Regions from separate parts of the Danio rerio genome. Here region 2 is linked to region 1. The links are chromatin contacts, called in public Micro-C maps. All regions are on one chromosome and are shown on one strand. The core of a region is the stretch at or near the end of the contact, and the rest is flanking DNA. Distances in the headings are between cores, read along the strand shown. Region 1 holds the start of mgat5 (alpha-1,6-mannosylglycoprotein 6-beta-N-acetylglucosaminyltransferase). Region 2 holds the start of ccnt2b (cyclin T2b).

The links. A called contact is a pair of places that touch in the nucleus more often than the background predicts.
Region 2: a contact with region 1 is called in a Micro-C map of caudal fin, with 4 times the contacts expected there. The contact joins the promoter of ccnt2b here to the promoter of mgat5 in region 1. A contact is called at or near these places in 3 of 18 Hi-C or Micro-C datasets (caudal fin, hematopoietic stem cells and an unstated tissue) and 1 of 4 datasets of contacts at active chromatin or transcription factors (embryo).

Annotation. Positions count from the first base shown.
Region 1 is chr22:11,628,838-11,633,851 of GRCz12tu, forward strand. mgat5 (alpha-1,6-mannosylglycoprotein 6-beta-N-acetylglucosaminyltransferase) reads left to right here and starts at 2,640. Exons shown (of 17, transcript NM_001045311.1): 1 at 2,640-2,731.
Region 2 is chr22:11,820,412-11,825,425 of GRCz12tu, forward strand. It overlaps ccnt2b (cyclin T2b), which reads left to right and starts at 1,880. Exons shown (of 9, transcript NM_212586.1): 1 at 1,880-2,074; 2 at 2,714-2,795; 3 at 2,992-3,120. The coding sequence starts at 1,914.

The DNA of each region.
Region 1 (5,014 bases), core at 1,390-3,889:
GGGTTTTGGCCACTTCCAGGCTGGTTTCCAGCAATTTCCAGCCTGGTCTCAGCTGGTCAGACTGGAAGATGACCAGCTAAAACCAGCTTGACAAGCCTAGGCAAGCTGGGAGTCCAGCCAAAACCAGCTATGTCCAGCTTAAACCAGGCTGGTCAAGCTAGTTTTAGCTGGATTTGGCTGGTCATTTTCCAGCCTAACCAGCTAAGACCAGGCTGGAAATGGCTGGAAACCAGCCTGGATATGGCCAAAACCCCTCTACAACCAGGCTGGTCAACCAGCTAAAACCAGCCAACCAGCCTAGGCTGATTTAAACTGGATTTTTCAGCAGGGTCACCATTGTCTCACCCTCAAGGGACTCTTTTCACAAGACTGTTATTATGTGTTTAATGGTCAGTATAGTCTTAAATCCTTGAAAGTTTTAAATATGTTGATTTAAAAAAAAAACGTATGGACATTTATATGCATTTATGTATGTATTAGGCTATCTTTTTGTCAAATTTCAAGTAACGAATTGCCACTTACAGTATGTGAGGGGTTTGTAATGCAGCGTCTATGGGGGCGAAAGTAAATTTGATGTTATTCTCTCCTCTGGCTGCCGTCATCAGTCTCACAGTAGATTTATCTTTTTTTCTGAAAGTCTTGATAACACCATAGTTGAGTTTTTCTTTTATTTCAGCAAATAGGGTTGTAAAAATTATTTGTTGTAGCCTACTCTCCCATTCACGCGCTCTAAGTTTACCCAATTATGATGCCATCCGCTACTGAGAAACCTGAGTCTAGTCATTTCAAACATACATAAGTTTAAATTTCTGTTGAACACAAAATAATATATTTTGAAAAATGTTACAAACCTGTAACCATTGACTTATCATGCTAGGAAAACAATGAAAGTCGATGATTACATGTTTAACATTTTCAAAATAATCAGTTATTTTGTGTTTATCAGAAAAAAAGGAAACTTAGATAGGTTTGTGACAAGTCAAGAATAGGGGCGTAGTGGGTAGCACAATCTCACACAGCCTCGCCTGGGTCAGTTGGCATTTCTGTGTGGAGTTTGCATGTTATCCCCGTGTTGGCATGTCCAAAGTCCAAAGGTAAGTTAAATTGTCTGTAGTGTTAGTGTGTGAATGAGTATGTATGGGTGTTTTCCAGTGATGGGTTGCAGTTGGAAGGGCATCCGCTGCTTAAAATACATGCTGGATAAGTTGGCGGTTCATTACGCTGTTCGATCCCAAATTAATAAAGGGACTAAGCCGAAAAGAAAGTGAATGAATGTGAACAAGTCTTATTAGGGATGAACATCCCTTTAAAACCAGAATAGTGAGCAGGGGCGGACTGGGACAAAAATTTAGCCCTGGCACTGTAGACCACATTTTCACACTGACACAGCCCCACCATTGGTGTACATATGGTGAAATGATAAAAGCCATATGACATGGTCCATTTCTGACAATTAGCTTGTGTTGCACTTACTGTTTTGACATTCTTTACCAGATTTTGATTATGTCCACGTAACCTCTGATTGGGTCGGCCCATCTCAAAACCAGCCAGATATTATTATTATTATTATTATTATTATTATTCAATTCAATTCAGCTTTATTTGTATAGCGCTTTTACAATGTAGATTGTGTCAAAGCAGCTTCACATGAATGGTCATAGTAACTGGAACAGTGTGGTTCAGGTTTTAGTGTTTAAGTTCAGTTCAGTTCAGTTTAGCTCTGTTCAGTGTGATTTAATCATTACTGAGAGTTCAAACACTGAAGAGCAAATTCATCGATGCGTAGCTCTACCAATCCTGAACCATGCGAGGCAGTGGCGACAGCGGAGAGGGAAAAAAAACTTCACCTGATGGGAGTGAAGAAAAAAAACCTTGAGAGAACCAGACTCAGTTGGGCATGACCATTTTAATTTCTCCGCTGGCCAAAAGTCTTGTGCAGAACTTCATTATTATTATTATTACTATCCTCATCATCATCATCATCATCATATTCACATCTTGCAAGAGATAAAAGCTGCCTGCATGTAAAAACCATACATATTAAAAAATAAAAATGACCGGCCCACATTTAAAAAATTGTCCAGCCCTTCTGACATTTGCCAGATGGCCAATCCGACCCTGCTAGTGAGCTAAACTCAAGTATGGTTAGGCCTGTAATCAAGCCAATTATTCACCCAGAAAGATTCTAAATGATTTGTTGAACCACGAATCTGCCATTTATTGTAAACTCATATTGTCTGAATTAATATTGTTCAAAATGAGTGACATTTATAGATTTACATTTATTTAGAGATACATTTGTAGGTTTCAATGTACAGTGTATTTGTCATGTTAATGTAGGATTGTAGGTTAACTTGATTCCACCTAACTTGATTCCTCCTTCAATTTTGGTGTGATTAAGGTCAATTTAGGCTGCCTGAAATCAATTTCTAACGTAATTGAACTAATTAATTGAACAATCATTCCACCTGTGTGGTTCTATGAAGTTAGGGGTCCTCAGAGAGCGCATTAGGAAAGTTTTTACGCTTTCCGACGTCGTACGTAAAATCGCCACGCTCCCTGCGTCCTCTGTGCGTCTCGACGCTCTTTGTGTTGAATGTGATCAGACAGCGAAACGAAACACACCGACTGTTGTCAGGTGCGTGGATCCACACTGACGCCGATCACAGTGAAACCACCGGCTTTTCCACAGCATTTAACGTCCATATCATCACCCCAAATCTCAAATCAGGTGGGTGTTTGTTCGGTTTTCCTTATAAACGCGTATGTAATGAAAGCAGGGCGCGTTTGGTGCGCTGCAGTCCACTGCGGAACTCGCGCATATGTGTGTGATATACGTGTTTATTTATGTTGTTTATGCGCTAAAATCTGCACATTAGGTGTTTAACACCTTATTAAACTACAGCATTACAAATAACCCCTATAGGAGCAATATATGCCATTCCTGTGTCGCTCATACATGGCGAAACATTCGTACTTTGATGTATTGAAATGAATGTATCATGCTTTTAACACGGGTACTTCCGAGAATATGGTGCTACAGTTATACATCTATAAGCAACCGCGGTAGTATAGCGATGTGATGTCTAAACAGTGTCATTAGTGCTCCTTTATGTGACTTTACTATGGTACAGAACGTTAGAAAAGCGTTGTACGAAAACAGATGTCTGTAAGCTAGATTAAAGTCAAAGTGTTATGTGTCAACCAACACTTTACCGTGGTAACACAACAGCGTTTCTTTAAAGTCGTATTATTAAGTAGCCTGAGGTAAAGTGTCTTGCTCAAGGGTAAATTGGTGATCGGATCTACCTCAGGTTTCAAACCTACAACATTTGGCTTCCCATCCAAGGCCTGTAACCTTTAAGCCACATCAGTTTATGTTCTGCTATTGGTGTAATTATTCACAACTGTTCAAGTTAAATTTAATTCTGGTATTGTGTTTGGTGGAGTAGTTAAAGAACTGAGATGACAAACTGAAGGTTTTTTGGGGTCAAGTCCCAGAAATACCAGTTTATAAAAAGGGACTTGTGAGATGTCACAGCCAGTTATGCTGAATAACCATTTTGTACTCCTTTATTATCATGTTTTAAACATTTACATTTTGTCTTCTTAAAAATGTCCTGTAGTACAAATGCATGTAAATACTGTGGTATTTAAGTATGGTAATCATTTGGTGCAATGGTTTAGAAACTAAAGTAACATGAGATCAGATCATGCTACAGTGATCTTCTGAAGTGCATTATAAAATAACCTGTGGTAAACTCATGTGTTGCATCAAACCTACAACATTTGGATTCGGGTCTGGATTTGGATCGTTCTAGGCCTTTAACAAATCACTTAAATAAGTATTTGTACTGTAATTGGTTCAGTTTTTAAAAAACATTAAGTAAAGTTTATTTATAAACTAATTTCGAGAGGAGCACGTGATTATGATTGATAGCACCTGGTCCGCATTAGCTAACACTGATTTGATCAGAAGACTCCTTAACCACTATAAATAACCAGAGTATCTTACTTCAGCCATCTTCATCTTGAAGAATCCCCCCTTCCACTCCTACTCCTCCCATTTCCTTGTCAGGGCAGCACGGAGGCCTAGTGGTTAGCACCACGGTTGCACAGCAAGAATGTCACCAGCTCAGACTCTTTCTGGCCAGGTCGGCATTTCTATGCGGAGTTTGCATGTTCTCCTTGTGTTTGCATGGGTTTTCACCGGGCTCTCCGGTTTCCTCCAACAGACCAAAAACGTGTGACATAAGTAAATTGACAAATCTAAATTGACAGCATAGACACTTCATAGCATTAATCTACTTCCAACATTATCAAGCAGGGGAGTTCTCGAGACCTACCTGAACTCAGACTCCGCTCTCACCCTGCAACAGGAGGGAGCCCCGGGCTCGAGGATCTCATGAGTTCAGGGCTCTCTCCCAGAACAGCATGCCAATCACGCTCCATAATCAGTCATCAGCTAAGGGCGAACTTTTGAAACTGTATTTTAGGGTGTCTTTTGGTATGTAATTAAACAGCTTAGTTGAGAAACTGAAGGTTTTGGGGTTAAGGTCCAGAACAGTTGTGAAGCCAGTGGTTTACACCATCATAGTTATATGATATGCTGTAATTGTAATTCTAGGATGGTTTTGGTGTAGTAATGATTAAAGTGCTGAGGAGAAAAACTTGAAGGTTTTGGGTTTGAGTCCCAGAACAGTTTATGAAGCCTACTTTGTAGTCTAGTATAGTTATACAATATATTGTAACTGCAATTCTAGGGTGACTTTGGTGAAGGAAATGGAGAGCTGGGTGTCAGATGAAAGGTTTTAGGGTTGAGTCCCATGACAGTTTGTGAAGCATTTTGTGTAGACAAGGGTAATTATATAATATGGTTTAATTGTAATTCTAGGCTGACTTTGGTGTATTGGTTAAAGAGCTGGGCCGTCAAACAGAAGGTTTTAGGGTTGAGTCCCAGAACAGTTTTTGAAGCCTACTGTATAAACAGGCATGGCTCCTTAATATTCGGAAA
Region 2 (5,014 bases), core at 630-3,129, 190 kb after region 1:
TTTTTTATGTGTGTTGTTTTTCCTATATATATATATATATATATATATATATATATATATATATATATATATATATATATATATATATATATATATATATATATATATCATCATCAATAGTTTAGCAACTTGGAGATGGACTGGTTTATAGATTATTTAGATTGATTCATTTGCTGGTAAAAAGGTGTGTATTATAAATAAAAAGTAATTCCTAACTGAATCAGTGAAGTATTGGTGCATTAGCGACATCTTGTGTTTATTGCAGTTATTGACTGAGCTGTAAACAAGTCTGTCCAAATAAAATCCTCTTGCTGACAAAGGAATAATCTTAAATAACGTAAAATAGCTCTTATCAGGCTACTAATAATACATTTATATAATTATTTTTAATTATTAATATGTTGGACGAGACTCAAATAGATTTTTGCATTTTTTTAAACAATAATAATAACATAAACAACAAGTCTTTTACACAGACCTGTGTGTGTAATATGCAGAGGTGGAAAGAGTACTGAAAAATCATACTTAAAGTACCATTATTTGCCCAAAAATGTAGTGCAAGTGGATTAAAAGTGTTGTAAATAGTTATGAGTTAAAAGTAGCCTTTTCAAAAGTATTCAATTACACTGTGAAAAGTTAATGCATTTACATGCAGTTTGTCCAGGGATTTGTAAACGTAACATTCTGTAGTACATTCAGTTATTTTTCTATATTCCTTCCTTTCGTTTGTTCTTTCCTTCCTTTATTCATTCATTTGTTCGTTCCTTCCTTTATTCATTTGTTCCTTCCTTCCTTCCTCACGTCATTCATTTGCTCAGTCATTCGTTTGTTTGTTTATACATATTTTTTTCCTTTCTTCATTAGATCCTTTGTTCATTCATTCATTTATTCTTTTGTTTGTTCATTCCTTAGGTTGGTTCAGTCCTTCCTTGAATCCTTCATTCATTCATTTGGTCCTTCCTTCGTTCCTCCCTTCATTTGTTCGCTCATTCATTCGTTCGTTTATTCACATTTTAGTTTCTTCCTTCATAAGGTCCTTTGTTCTTGCATTCATTCTTTTGTTTGTTTGTTCATTGCTTAGTTTGTTCAGTCTTTCCTTGAATCCTTCCTTCATCCATTTGGTCCTTCCTTCTTTCCTCCCTTTATTTGTTTGCTCATGCAATCGTTCGTTTGTTCATATTTTTGTTCCTTTCTTCATTAGGCCCTTTGTTCATATGTTTGTTCGTTCCTTCCTTCCTTTGTTTGTTCAGTCCTTCCTTGAATCTTTCCATCATTAATTTGGTCCTCCTTCACTAGTTTGATCCTTCCTTCATTCTGTCCTTTCTTTCATTCCTTGTTCGGTCCTTCCTTCATTTGGCCCTTCTTTCTATTTTTCTTTTACTCCATTTAGTGATTGCTTTATGTTGTTTGGTGATTTTCAGTGTTTGGCGGACATCCTTCATTTTCTGATCAGGTCTTTGGGTCAAAGTGTGTAAAGATTTTGGACATATTCTTGGACATTTTTAATGCTTCCAAAAGGTTTAGATGCGATTTACTTTCTATGTGTGGTTTGATTGGACAGGAATTAAAGGACTGATTTTTCTACTTTAGCCAATCACCATAGACTATAAAGTAATGAAGTAGTGACTGCAGATTGAAGGAAAATAGTGGAAGAAAAGTACCGATGCAGCACTAAAAATGTACTCAAGTGAAAGTAAATGTACACATTTTTAAAACTTCTCAATTACATTAATTTGAGTATTTGTATTTGTTACTGGTTGTGATGTGAACAAGTGGATAGTGAGCATAGTTAATGGTGACAGATGTATAATTGTTGGTATCCCCTCCGTACAGCTCGCGTCGCTGCAGCGTTTTTTCCTCGCGCTCGTGACGTCACTGTGATGTAGAGCGCGCTGCGGGCGGAAGCGGGTGGGATGATGGCGGCGGTGCAGCGGGGCTCCAGCAAATGGCTCTTCACCCGAGAACAGTTCGAGAACACGCCGTCCCGCCGCTGCGGAGTCGAGCCCGACCGCGAGCTCTCCTACCGACAGCAAGCCGCCAACCTGATCCAGGACATGGGACAGAGATTAAACGTGTATCCTTCAGAAAAACAGTCGCATTGTGACTCGACTTAGCCGTTAGCATATTAGCACGCTGCCGCTTTTGATCAAGAGAAAAAATGTGGTGGATGAAATACGACGTTTTACGCGTTACAATCACACGTTTTTACATAAATGTCGTGGTTAATCGATTATAAAGTATATCCTGAGGTAGAAAGTGGGTCATTGTGTGAAATGGATGTGCGTGAATGACAGAAAGGTGATTTAGCTTTTTATGCTTTATGTATACAATAAAAACTATAATAGTGGATTAATACGACAATATTATGAATATTGTTCAATTTAATCTCATATTTACGTCAATAGTAGTGTGTTCAATGGATTAAGAGTGATTTAGACTTAAGTAATGGCGTACAATGGCTTGACTCATTACGTTTCCTTATTACGTGATGGGTTATTGTCTGTAGATGTGAACTTTAGTCTTTGTTTCTTTTTTGTGTGGTTTATTTTTGAGCAGCTTCTCTTGTTTTAAAGTAAATTGGTACTATATAGTGTTTTGGTGCCATAGTGGTGGTTTTGAAATTTCTGAATAATGAATATTATGTCTATGTATGTTACATAAGTCTTCTTCGCTGTGTTGTGCTTGTGTTTTCTTCCTTGATCAAATGATTCAGATCCCAGCTTACAATAAACACTGCAATCGTCTATATGCACCGGTTTTACATGCTTAATTCCTTTACTAAATTCCATAGAAATGTGAGTATGCCTTTTGTTTGTGTTTATTTCCTACTGATTATGATTTAATCACACTAAATGTCGTATTTGACCATCTATTATAATGTAAGATCTTCCAGGGTTGATTTAATTCCAAATGGTGACCATTTTCTACTGCTGATTTTTGATTTGTTTATTTTCCTGTAAGTTAATCTCGTGTTTTGTTCTCTCCAATCAGATCATTTCTCCCACCACACTATTTTTGGCTGCTAAAGTAGAGGAGCAACCCAGAAAACTTGAACATGTCATTAAAGTAGCGCATGCTTGCCTGAACCCTCACGACCCTCCTTTGGACTCCAAGAGCAGTGTGAGTATGAGGGTTAAGAGTATTGTAGTTTCTTGCTGTGCTTTGTTGGATGCCATGGTGATGAATCATCTTAGATAGCTGACTATGTTCTGCCGCGTGGAAGTGGGGTCAGTGAGATAAAATATACATTCAGTTTTTTGAGCTGCAAATTAGATTTTCTTTTAAATAAAAGAAAAGCATTAGGTGGCATTTCCTCAGTCAAACAATTTGTATGAAGTAATGCAGGACAGGAGGGTTAATTTGGGTGATTTATTTTTTTTTTTTCTCTGATCCAAATGGCCTAGGTTTTAGAAAATATTAGAGAAATGTTCTTAAATTTTAATGTCGACACCAAAAGTTTGCCTTTTTTAACTTGAAAGTAAATAAGGGTTATACAAGAAAGACATTGTGTTTTTAATTTTTTTATTTTAAAGGTATATTTAACCCAGATATAAATTTTCCCAATAATTTACGCACCCTCAAGGCTTCCTTGCTGTATATGACATTGTCAGACAAACAAAGTAGTTTTAAATTGTATCCTGACTTTTCCATAGTGTTTTGTAATGGCTTTTATATTGAAATCTCAAAAATGATCATAAATCTGTCATCAAACAAACCCATATGGTGCCAGGGGTTTAACACATGTTCCATGAAGCAAATTGATGTGTTTTTGTAACAAAAAATGCAAATATTCAAATTGTAAACTCCCATCAGACTTATGCCAATAACTGAATAATAATGATAATAATAATTCCTTACCTTTATATAGCGATTTTCTGGGCACTCAAATCGCTTTAAACAATAGGGGTTATCTCCTCATCCATGACCAGTGTGCAGCATCCACCTGGATGATGCGACGGCAGCCATTTTGCACCAGACCGCACATCACACACACCAGCTTATTGGTGGAGAGGAGACAGAGAGATGAAGCCAATTATGATATGGGGATGGTTAGGAGGCCATGATGGACAGAGGCCAGTGGGCAAATTTGGCCAGAATGCCGAGGATTTTTAACAACCACAGAGAGTCAGGACCTCAGTTTAATGTCTCATCCGAAAGACGACGCTCACTATACTGGGGCATTAGAACTCACACAGACTTGATATAACTCTTATGGGGCATTCACACCAGGCAGCTTGCAAGAATAAATCATGATATTTGCAAACGTTTCAAGTTTACGCTTTATTTGCATGTCCGATTCACTTTAGTCTGCCTGGTGACTAGTTTCGATGCTAAATGGCTGACATGGATTTTATGGAGAGTAGCTGTGCTTGTGGAAGGCTGAAAAACAGCATAGATTCGTTCGACACCGTGTCTGAGTACACTAGATCCTATTAGAGGTTCCCCCAGCTCATCAACTCCTCCAGAAACTATACCTGAATGATGAAAGGTTTCAGCTGTGCTTCTGACTGAGCTGGACCCAGTTTTATGAGCTGTTGTCCCATGTTGGCAAGAGGATTTCTCCTTGGGACACCAACAACAGGCACTACGTCACAATCACACCTCTTAGAGAGAGAGCTGATGATTGGCTAATGCAGCGTGAATGTCTGCTGAATTTCAGATTTTCTAACTTGCATTAAAAATGTGCAAAAATGCTCAACTCGCGCCAATTCATTCAGGCAGGATGTCTATCCGCATCTTTGCATTGACTTAACATGTAAATCACTTGCGATTGACGCTTCATCCGCGTTTGGTGTATGCACTATTATGAAGCAGATTGGCATTTTTATTCAGCAGACGCTTTTGTCCAAAGCAACTTACAATTGAGGAGGAATTCAGTGATTCAACAAGAGGCAATACACACAGGAAGTGCTAATTCTACAAAGTAACTTGTTTCAGCTCAGAGAATTTAGTGCTTTTTTGACAGTTTCTACATGTGCTTTATCAGGCCAACCTACCTGTGTGAAGCACACGT